Linked DNA regions of Manis pentadactyla: region 2 is linked to region 1. The links are chromatin contacts, called in public Hi-C maps. All regions are on one chromosome and are shown on one strand. Each heading gives the region's core, a stretch centred on a gene start, on an enhancer-like site or on the middle of the called end of the contact. The rest is flanking DNA. Distances are from core to core; before and after follow the strand shown.

Region 1 (4,531 bases), core at 774-3,273:
AAAGTCCTAAGGTCCACCTGGGACAAGCTGCCAGGGCCCCCACCTCCAGAGATTCCAATTAGGTAAACTGGGAAAGGCCCCAAGCTGAAAAAAACCCCAGGTGAGACAGTGGGTCCCAAGGACCCCTCCAGCCACAGGCTCCAGGACCTGGCCTTCTAGCCTCCTACAGCATGAAGTCTAGGCCCAGGTGCCCTTCCCTATTGTGTTTCTGACGGAATTATTTGCTCCAGGTGGGGAAAAGACCTCTAATGCTATCAGCAAAAGCAAGAACAGAGAGCTGTGGAGGGCTGGGCATGGACTGTCCCCAAGTCTAGGGACATTCCCAGGAAAGGTGGAAGCTAAAGAAAGAGTGGCCAAAGGCCCAGGAGGAAAGGAAGAACACTCTGGGTAGAGTACAGCTGTGTAAAGGCACATCTGCAAAACTAAAATCGAAGATCCACTAGGGGAAGGATGAAAAGCAAGGCAACAAAGAGCCACCACAGACTCCTGAACCTCCAGAATCCTAGCAGCAGCTCCCCTTAGTCACTCACTGGGCACACATACTGAACACTACTCTTGCCTCACTGCTCGTCTCCTCACCAACATCCATCTCCATCCTTTAAGTTCACAGACTACTTCTCCCAAAAATTAGACCTTGGATCCTCTCTGTACAACTATGAGGTCAAAAATGAGGCAAGCTATTTGACTGCGGCAATTCACACTAAGCTAGGAACCCAAGCTTTGACAAGCAGAGCCAGTAGGTGAAGGAAGAGGTGGGAGCTGCCACAGAGGCAGGCTGGTCCAGCCTGGGACAAGGTGGCTAGCTCTGCTCTGCTCTCCCCAGATCATATCTGTACCTCAGAACTGTCTCTTCCTCTTGTAGAGGAACCTAAATGGGTTCATGACCTTTGAGGGAAGTGGAGAAGGGGACACAGAGAGGGAAGGAGATGGCTCACATGCCTGGGCTTGGGCTTGACTAGTTGCTGTAAGAAATGTCACTTCAACTTCAACTGCCTCATTAAGGCCTTATCCAGCACACTCTGCACAGTGTAACTATTTGTGCCTTCAAATGACCCGCTCCATTCTCAGAAGTCAAGAGAAAAGAGGTGCAGACTCTGAAGGCTTTGCTGAATCCTACAAAATTAGCAAAGAGGAGGCGTGCCAATTCTCAGTTCTCGAGAGGGGCCCCTTTTGCGGGGAGGCCTGGTCAAGGTGGTGAGTTAACCTCACGGCTCCACTCTTAGACCAGCTGAGTGCGTCTGGCTCTTGGACCCGCCCCCAGACGATGCCTCCAGCGTTGGCAGTGGGCAGCGCAACGAAGACACCCACCTCCAGACCCCTGGAGCCTGGCCTGGTGCGCGCACTAACCGCGCGGGACGAGTGGGCCACTCCCCAGAAGCTCCCAGCTGTGGCCCCCACTCACCTTGCACTTGAAACCGGCGGCGGGCGGCAGCAGCTCCCGCAGCAAGGCCTTGGCCACCTCGCGGCTGGCCTCCTCGCTCACGAAGTGCATATTAAGCACCTCGTGCGCCTCGAACTTGGCGAGGCGCAGCAGAGAACGGAGCGCGACGCGGGCCTTGGCCTGCAGCGCCGCATTGTGTTCCGCCTTGGTGAACATCATTAGCAGGTGGTAGTCCACCGGCCCAGTCCCGCCGCCGTCCAGGCTCTTGGCCTTGGCGCCCGGGGCCGGTGCCACAGAGCCCCGCGCCACCTCTGGCGCGGGCGGCGAGGGCGCGGCGGGGGCCCCAAGGCGGGCCTCCTTCAGCCTCTTGGTGGCGCTGGAGAAGGTCTCCCGGCCCGAGCCGAGGTAGTAGAAGGCACAGACAGCAAGCGCCGCGGCTAGCAGCAAAGCACAGTAGTGGGATCGCACAGCGCCTAGTCGCGCCATGGCCCGGGAACATGGGGGCCAGCCTCGAAGGAGACCCATGCGCCACCGGCCGGCGGACCCAGCAGTGCGGGATGGACCGAGGAGACTAGTAACCCGGCAGCCACTTAGTCCCGGCGGCGGGCAGCGGCCATGGCGGGGGCGGAGCCTCGCCTCCCCGAGCCAATCCGAGGGCCCTAATGAGCGAAGAAGCGGAGCCAGGGCTGCCCGGCAGCCACTGGGTCCTAGATACAGAGGATTTAGATCAGGGCTGGTAACCAACGTTCGGTGGTCTGAGTAGCCGGTGAGGACTTAAGATTAGGGAAGGCCCGAGCGCGGCACGGTCTATGAACACCGGCCTGCTTCAGTGCTCAATCCCCAGATGTTAGAAACCGAAGCTGGGCCTTGAAAGGAATTGAGCTGCCCCACTCAGGGCGTTCGGTTAGAAAAAGACTCAGCTGGACGCACAAAGAGGGAAAATTTTTATCTCTATACCACTTTTATCCTAATTTCTTGGAGGCTTTAAGCCCTCTCTCAGACTTCGTTAACATCTGGGAGGCCAGCTGAGTCTAAGGAATTTAAACTAGCAAGTTCCTTCCCCATTCACTGTAAAGTAGGAATGACACCTGGGGGGGAAATCGCCTGCCCACCTCACTTGGCACTTATGTGGCCAAGGAGAGGCAAGCTAAAGGATGAGGCAAGCTAAAGGATGTGTCCAGCAGGGGGACCCCGCTACCCCAAACAAGGATAGTTCAGAGCCCCAGGGGGGTAGGGTAACGCCAGAGATTGTGATACTAATTTTTTTTTTTTAACAAACTTTTAGCACCTTAAAAGAGCCTTAATGTGTACCTGGGAGTTTTTCAAATTCCTAACTTTGGCACCCTAAGGTAGCCTGCCCAAGATCACACAGTGGCAGTTTTGACCCTAGATAGTTGTACACTACCAACTACATAAAAAGCTCATTAGCTTCCAATCTTCCAAGGACTGATGATGTACCATAGTGTTTAAGTAAACGTGCACAAATGGTCTGCCACGCCATTATTTCTCAAAGTGTGATTCCCAGAATCACAATTCATCTGTTAACTTATTTTCAAATGGAGCAACACTTTTCTGAAAAAACACAGGACCTCTGAATCAGGTTTAGCAAGAAATTCAGTTCATACTGTCCACCTTGAAAAAAAACAATAAGCAGAATTAACTCATTTGAATAACAGGTTCTTACTTGAGTTTATTTAATGCTCAAAATTCTATGAGGTAGAGATACTATTTGCACTTTATAATTGAGGAAATTGAGATATAGAGAAGTAAATTGCCCAAATCTAGTTGGCTAGTAAGTAATGGAGCCAGGATCCCAAGCCAAGTCTAAGTGCTTCTAAAGCCCAAGCTCAAGATTAGCCCTGAAAGCAGCAACCTAAGCTCTGAGTTGTGTGTTTTACCACAACCTTGAGCAGATGACACTGTGGTTAAGAGAGGAAGCTCCCAAGTGAAGAGAGTTGGACTTCAGGCTAATAGTCCAGCTCTACCACAAGTTAAGACTTCAGTCAAGTTATTTAAAAACTCTGAGCTGCAGTTATACCCATAGGTAAAATGGGGCTAATCCAAGTACTTAATGCCTCACAGATTATGAGACAATAGATAGTTAACAGTGTAAACTATGCCAGAAACATCAAACTGTAAAAAAAAAGTCTAAGTACCAACAAGTACCAAACAAGTATTCAACAAGTACCAAAATGTAATTTAGCAACCATAGCTTTTCAAGATTTACAAATCTCCATTAAGACTTTATTACACATTATACAGAATTCCCACAGCAGTGTTACAGATGTATTATTACATTCTAACTAGTTCGTTAATAATGGAGAAATAATTCTGTAATTGCACCTTTTAGTTCCTCCACCTACACCATCAACAAGGTGGGTTTTTTTCCTCTACCACTTATTCTAGAATTTAATAAAGAAATATTTTATTTTTCAGACCTTTCCAATATCACTACTCCTGGAACTTATGGGTAAGAAATGAATAATATGATGATTTAAATTTTACCTACAAAGTCGGTAGACACACAGGAAAATATTCAGAAGACTGGTCTTATCTCTAAGCAGTAGTTTCTTCATTCTCACTCAACTCTTTGGCTATGAAGAAAACTAATGTTGCAGCTTCCTGAAATACATTGCTGACTGGAACTAAAATAGTCAGCTGAAGGTAGCTAGTCATTTATTCAATAGACACCAAGTGACTATACTACATGCCAAACACTGTAGCACCTGGGGATACAGTAGTGAAAAAAAACCAAAAATCCCTGCCCTCATAGAGCTTACATTCCAGCAGCAGAAAACAAGAAAAAGTACGTAGTGTTAGGTGGTGATACGTGCTATTTTCTCAACTTAAAATAGGTGTATCTGGGTGTGTAATAACATGGCTAACTAGACAAAGAACTTTGGTGAACATAATAATCCTTCAGTGCTAACTAACTTTGGTCAAGTTCTTTGATTTCTGACCAGGGCTTAGAGGTAATTGGTTTTTCCTGTTGAGTAACTTCTACATCTGTTATGTTGGATAGATTATCATGGGGACTGTTTTTGTACTGACTACTATCCAATACTGTCAAGGATAGAGAAAATTTCCTCTACAGCAGATTAGTGTGTATATTGGTACACCTTTTCTGGAGGGCACTTTGGCAATACTAAA
Region 2 (4,531 bases), core at 1,494-3,993, 480 kb before region 1:
AACTACCCTTCAATAAAAAAATAAGTATCTAAAAAAAAAAAAAAAAAAAAAACCAGTGAGGCCAAACCTCTAACCATTTTCTAAACAAAGTAAGCCACTGCTCACATCTTAGCTTCAGTCCTCTCCTTGCCCATTATGATGGCCTGTGTCATTTCACCTGTCCTTAACATCTACTCATCTTCTGAGACTCAGCCCTAGGGTAAAGCTTTCTCTGACTGGCTCTTAAGTTTTCCTTCACAGAGAAATGAATACTGACTGCATCTTTTGCAGTGTCACTGTCTGCTACAGACTTCTCTCATAGCACATAAAACAACATTTTGCAGAAACAAAATCTATCTTACTCAACACTGTACTCTCAATAGGCAATAAAATGCCTGAGAGTGCCTGGGGCTCAATAAAAGCTTTTTGAACATATGAATAAATTTGCTAAACAAAGTAAAATTTATAATACTAAGTATAATAGAAATAATAGTTCATAATGCTACCTCTGTGCCAGGTACTTTTCTAAGGTCCTAGAAGACACATTAAAACAACAACAACGAAGAAGAGCAGTGACTAAAACAAATTACATGGAAAAATTCACTCTAATGTGTTGTCGAATGCTTTAACATACAATTCAAACTGCCTAAGTAACAGAAGCATGCCCAGGATTTTGTTTCTAACAGTGGTATTGGAAAACTTTCTGGAAAACTCTGGTGTGGTCTACTGTAATGTTAACTGGTCTTTTTCCTCTGAGTGAGTTTCTTGAGCTTGATAAGATGATATATAACCTGAAATGTTTTTTAGAGCTAAATTTAGAACTGGCACATTTTGTACCTCACAACTTGAATTCAACTGGACCTTCCCACACTGCTTCTGGGATATCTATCTGCCTTTGGGTTAAAGACAGCTTGTTTATGAGTATAGTCAGGTCGGAAAAACACTTCCAAGTACACTTTTTTGTATCTAATCAGCAAAGATAGAAATGTTACAGGTATCACATACACTCAGTGACAGATGACTTACCAGCTACAAACTCTGTTCCTGCAAGTTCTGCAGTTGCCAGGAAGTCATCAAGGGAGCTCTGTTCAGTCACAGACTGAAGATTAAGACGACCCCAGTCATAGCCATCATTGAGTTCACTTGTGTGCAACTATGAATAAAACACAGGGTAATAATACAGCTGCTGTCGAACACCCAAACTCTACACTCCCAAGGAACTATTCTGTGGCCTTGAGAGTGGTGTCAGTCCCTTTAGAGTCAATACTAACAATAGTTGGTGACATTCCACTCATTATTTCACTTAATTTTTGAAACTTTTTTGAAGCAAATTTTATTGTATTTCTATTTAACTGATGAGGAAACAAGCTTAAATAGATAAAACAACTTTCCTCAGTTGCAGCTAATAATCGGCAGAGGAAGAATTTGAACCCAGACTCTCTAGGTTCAGCCATAGTCAAAAATTTTTGATGGAGGTCCAGAATAAGAAATACATTTTTCATAGTGACCCAAATGCTGTGATACACACAGTGAAAAGAACGTGTACCATTCAGTATAATAAAATGGAAGCAAAAGAATCCTGAAACAAAGTTACCTTACCTTGCTATGTAATACTCTATGGTATTTTGAATTCTATTGAAACGAGATGATGTCACCTACTTAACTGATATCCAGACACAAACCAGAGTTTGATGAACACCATCCTAGCTACATACTCAATACAGGTACAAATAAATAAGAAAACTGAAGGTTAAAAGATGAGGTGGTTTGCCCAAGGCCAGGGAAACAGAAAAATCAGAGTAAGGATTAGAATCCAGTTCTTTAGAATTCCTTTGCAATCTTCCCACCACCTCCTAAAGGTTACATTAATAGCAAGTTGCTTAAAAATCAAATAAAGTTATCAGTAACCTCATGTCCAGAGAGTAACTGTGTTCTTTTGAATATAGATGCAACTGTCTGCTCTGCTTATTATATAGATGGAAATCAGGTGGTGTGATAGTGGCTCACAACACCAGGGACATCTTTGACTTTAACACAGACTGATACTGAGATCTTAGTGAGTCTCAAGCACGTGGGGTTATGAGTGGCCAAAATAGCAAAAACAAGTAAAACTATGATCATCCCTAGGGCCAGGGATGTATCAGGCGGACCCGACACATTTTGCAAATGAATCGCTCATCTTGGAACGAAACCACTAGGGAATAAGGTTGAAGCAGAGATTTATTTTTATTTTTCTAGTAGTAACCAGCCGCTGTTGAACGGTCAGTTCTTCGAACAAATATAAAAAGAATAAATTTCCTACTCAAACGCTCCCGTGGCTTATAAGGTAAGTTATTATCTCGACGTTCAAGACCCTTCAAGATCTCACTTCAGCCTTATCATCACATGCCCTCAAGCCTCCACTTCTGTGCCCATGCCTGGCTAAAAAGAGGACCTACCTATCTGTGTGGCCATACTCATCCTGCAACTTAGCCTTACTCATCCTGCAAACCCTATTTAGGCGTCAATTTCTCCGGAAAATTTCTTCATGAGCTTTGACCCCAGGTTTTGAAGCATTCAGATTCGCATAACTACACAGAAAAGCTCAGAAAGACGGCGATGTCAGTCTTACCCAGGAGTCGGTGTGCCCGTGACTACGGCTCCGCTGAGTCTGATGGCGGATAAGGGCCCGACCCAGGGACCCACTCCCCGTAGCTTTCCTCCGACCCATTGCCACACACGGTCGCACGAACGTTCTGCACTGAGACCGCACGTTTTCCGGTTTTCAAGACTGGATCCCCGGAAGTGACGTTTGAGCTAGCCCAAGAAATGAAGACACGAGTTAAAGATAAATGGAATAACCTGAACCAAACTGCCTTTATATATCTCGCATTTGCCAGTATTATAGAAAATAAATGTAAAAATGGCCTGAGAACTTAGTTTTCTATGGATATCTCTGTGATTCTTTCATATTTGGTAGACTGATAAAAGAATGGTAGCTTCCAGATTTGTGCATCTGTCCTTAGCGTCCGGCGAGGAACTGAGAGCGATGGAAAAGATGGCTGATTGTATTCTCTGTAGTAGCCCCCGCCTCTCGGCTGTTTTCGTCCCAAGGAAAAAGTATACTCGGGTAAAGTATATTTCTGCCACGCGAGGTGGCGCTAGTTCTCCGCCAGCGTCCCAAGGCGCGGTCAAGCCCAGCAATTAAATAGCTTTTTGTGTACTTAAGTTTTCTCGATTTGCGAAACCGTAAGAGTAGTCCCTGTCTGGATGGTACTTCTGAATGGAAGGATGAATAATGTTTGCAGAGCTTGACAAGTTTGCATGGAAAACCAACAAGATCTGACTTAAATGCTTTATTTCAAAAAAAATTTTTTAAAAAGGTTTATAAGTTGCACTTAGAATTGTTACTTAAAATTTCCTACAACTAAAGTGTTAACATCTGGCTCCACTCTTACGCCTGGGCTTTTGTGCCTAATTATAATGGGAATATAAAAATTTGGGTTAGAGTTATGTGGGTTCTGGGCGTTTTACCTACATGTCAGTAACGCGGAGAACCACCTTAGTGTTAACTATTCTCAGAGAGAAATCAGGTTGCCCAAGTTATAGAATAGAATGTGCGTGATGTCAGGAGTCAAACCCAAGTTCCTGCAGAACAGGGAGAATGAGGTTTGTTCGTACGTATTTTAGAACCCAGTGCTTCTCAAACTTTAATATGCATATGAATCCTCCTGGAAATCTCATTTGCGAATTCTGACTAATAAGGTCTGGAGTGGGACCAGGGACACTACTTCTAACAAGCTTGCAGGTAATGCCCATGCTGCTGGTCTGGTCCACGGGCCACACTTTGAGTACCAGAAGTCCACTCCCTCTGGTGCAGATGAAGGCACTGAAGTGGACTGGCTAAAAGTAAAGTTAGGGCATGCAGAGCTGAGACCATACACCACCCATCTCTGGATTCCCTGCCAAGCCTATTGTGTGCTACACCTCACTGCTGACTCTTACTGAATTGGAGTGAACGTTAGGAAATACCCAAGGGATTGCTGACAAGCAGTGTAGTAGCTGAGGAACCTTTGGGAAGGCAGTGCTCATAGACCTGCCAAGGATTGCATCAGAACACAGTTTCTCCCATTTCCCAACTTAGAAATAGTATATCTTAAAAACTTAAACATAATCTCCAGAAGTAAGATATGGAAAAGACCCATGGAAGAGAATAAGCAGACAGTTCCTGGCATTCTTTTGGCTGAGTGCTTAAAGATAAAACTAATTTATAAAGTTAGATTAAATGGATTTTACATTCTCATGACAGCAGCAACAGATGATATAAAGACACCTGCCATCTTATCCTAGAGCTCAAGCAGTAACGTGGAACTTCACCCTTGTTTTCTGTTCCAGATTGTGTCACCTCTAGAGATTTAGAAAAACTAAGCACTTTGGGTTTCTACTGCCATTCTTCTCATGGACTCCAAAATATCCTGACCAAATCAAGCCTTGATAATTAAGTCAAAACTGGTGGGGAGTCAAAAAGGACCCCAACATTGTAGGATTAAAATAGCAACTTCTCTTAGCTGAC

What was found. Hi-C and Micro-C count contacts between places; a contact is called where the count stands out from the background.
Region 2: a Hi-C map of skin fibroblasts shows a contact between it and region 1, with 5 times the contacts expected there. The contact joins the promoter of LSG1 here to the promoter of XXYLT1 in region 1. A contact is called at or near these places in 3 of 3 Hi-C or Micro-C datasets (blood, fibroblasts and skin fibroblasts).

What each region holds. Positions count from the first base shown.
Region 1 is chr1:123,711,654-123,716,184 of mManPen7.hap1, forward strand. It overlaps XXYLT1 (xyloside xylosyltransferase 1), which reads right to left and starts at 2,024. Exons shown (of 5, transcript XM_057501364.1): 1 at 1,403-2,024. The coding sequence starts at 1,906.
Region 2 is chr1:123,235,321-123,239,851 of mManPen7.hap1, forward strand. LSG1 (large 60S subunit nuclear export GTPase 1) reads right to left here and starts at 2,744. Exons shown (of 14, transcript XM_036875366.2): 1 at 2,591-2,744; 2 at 1,006-1,132. The coding sequence starts at 2,689.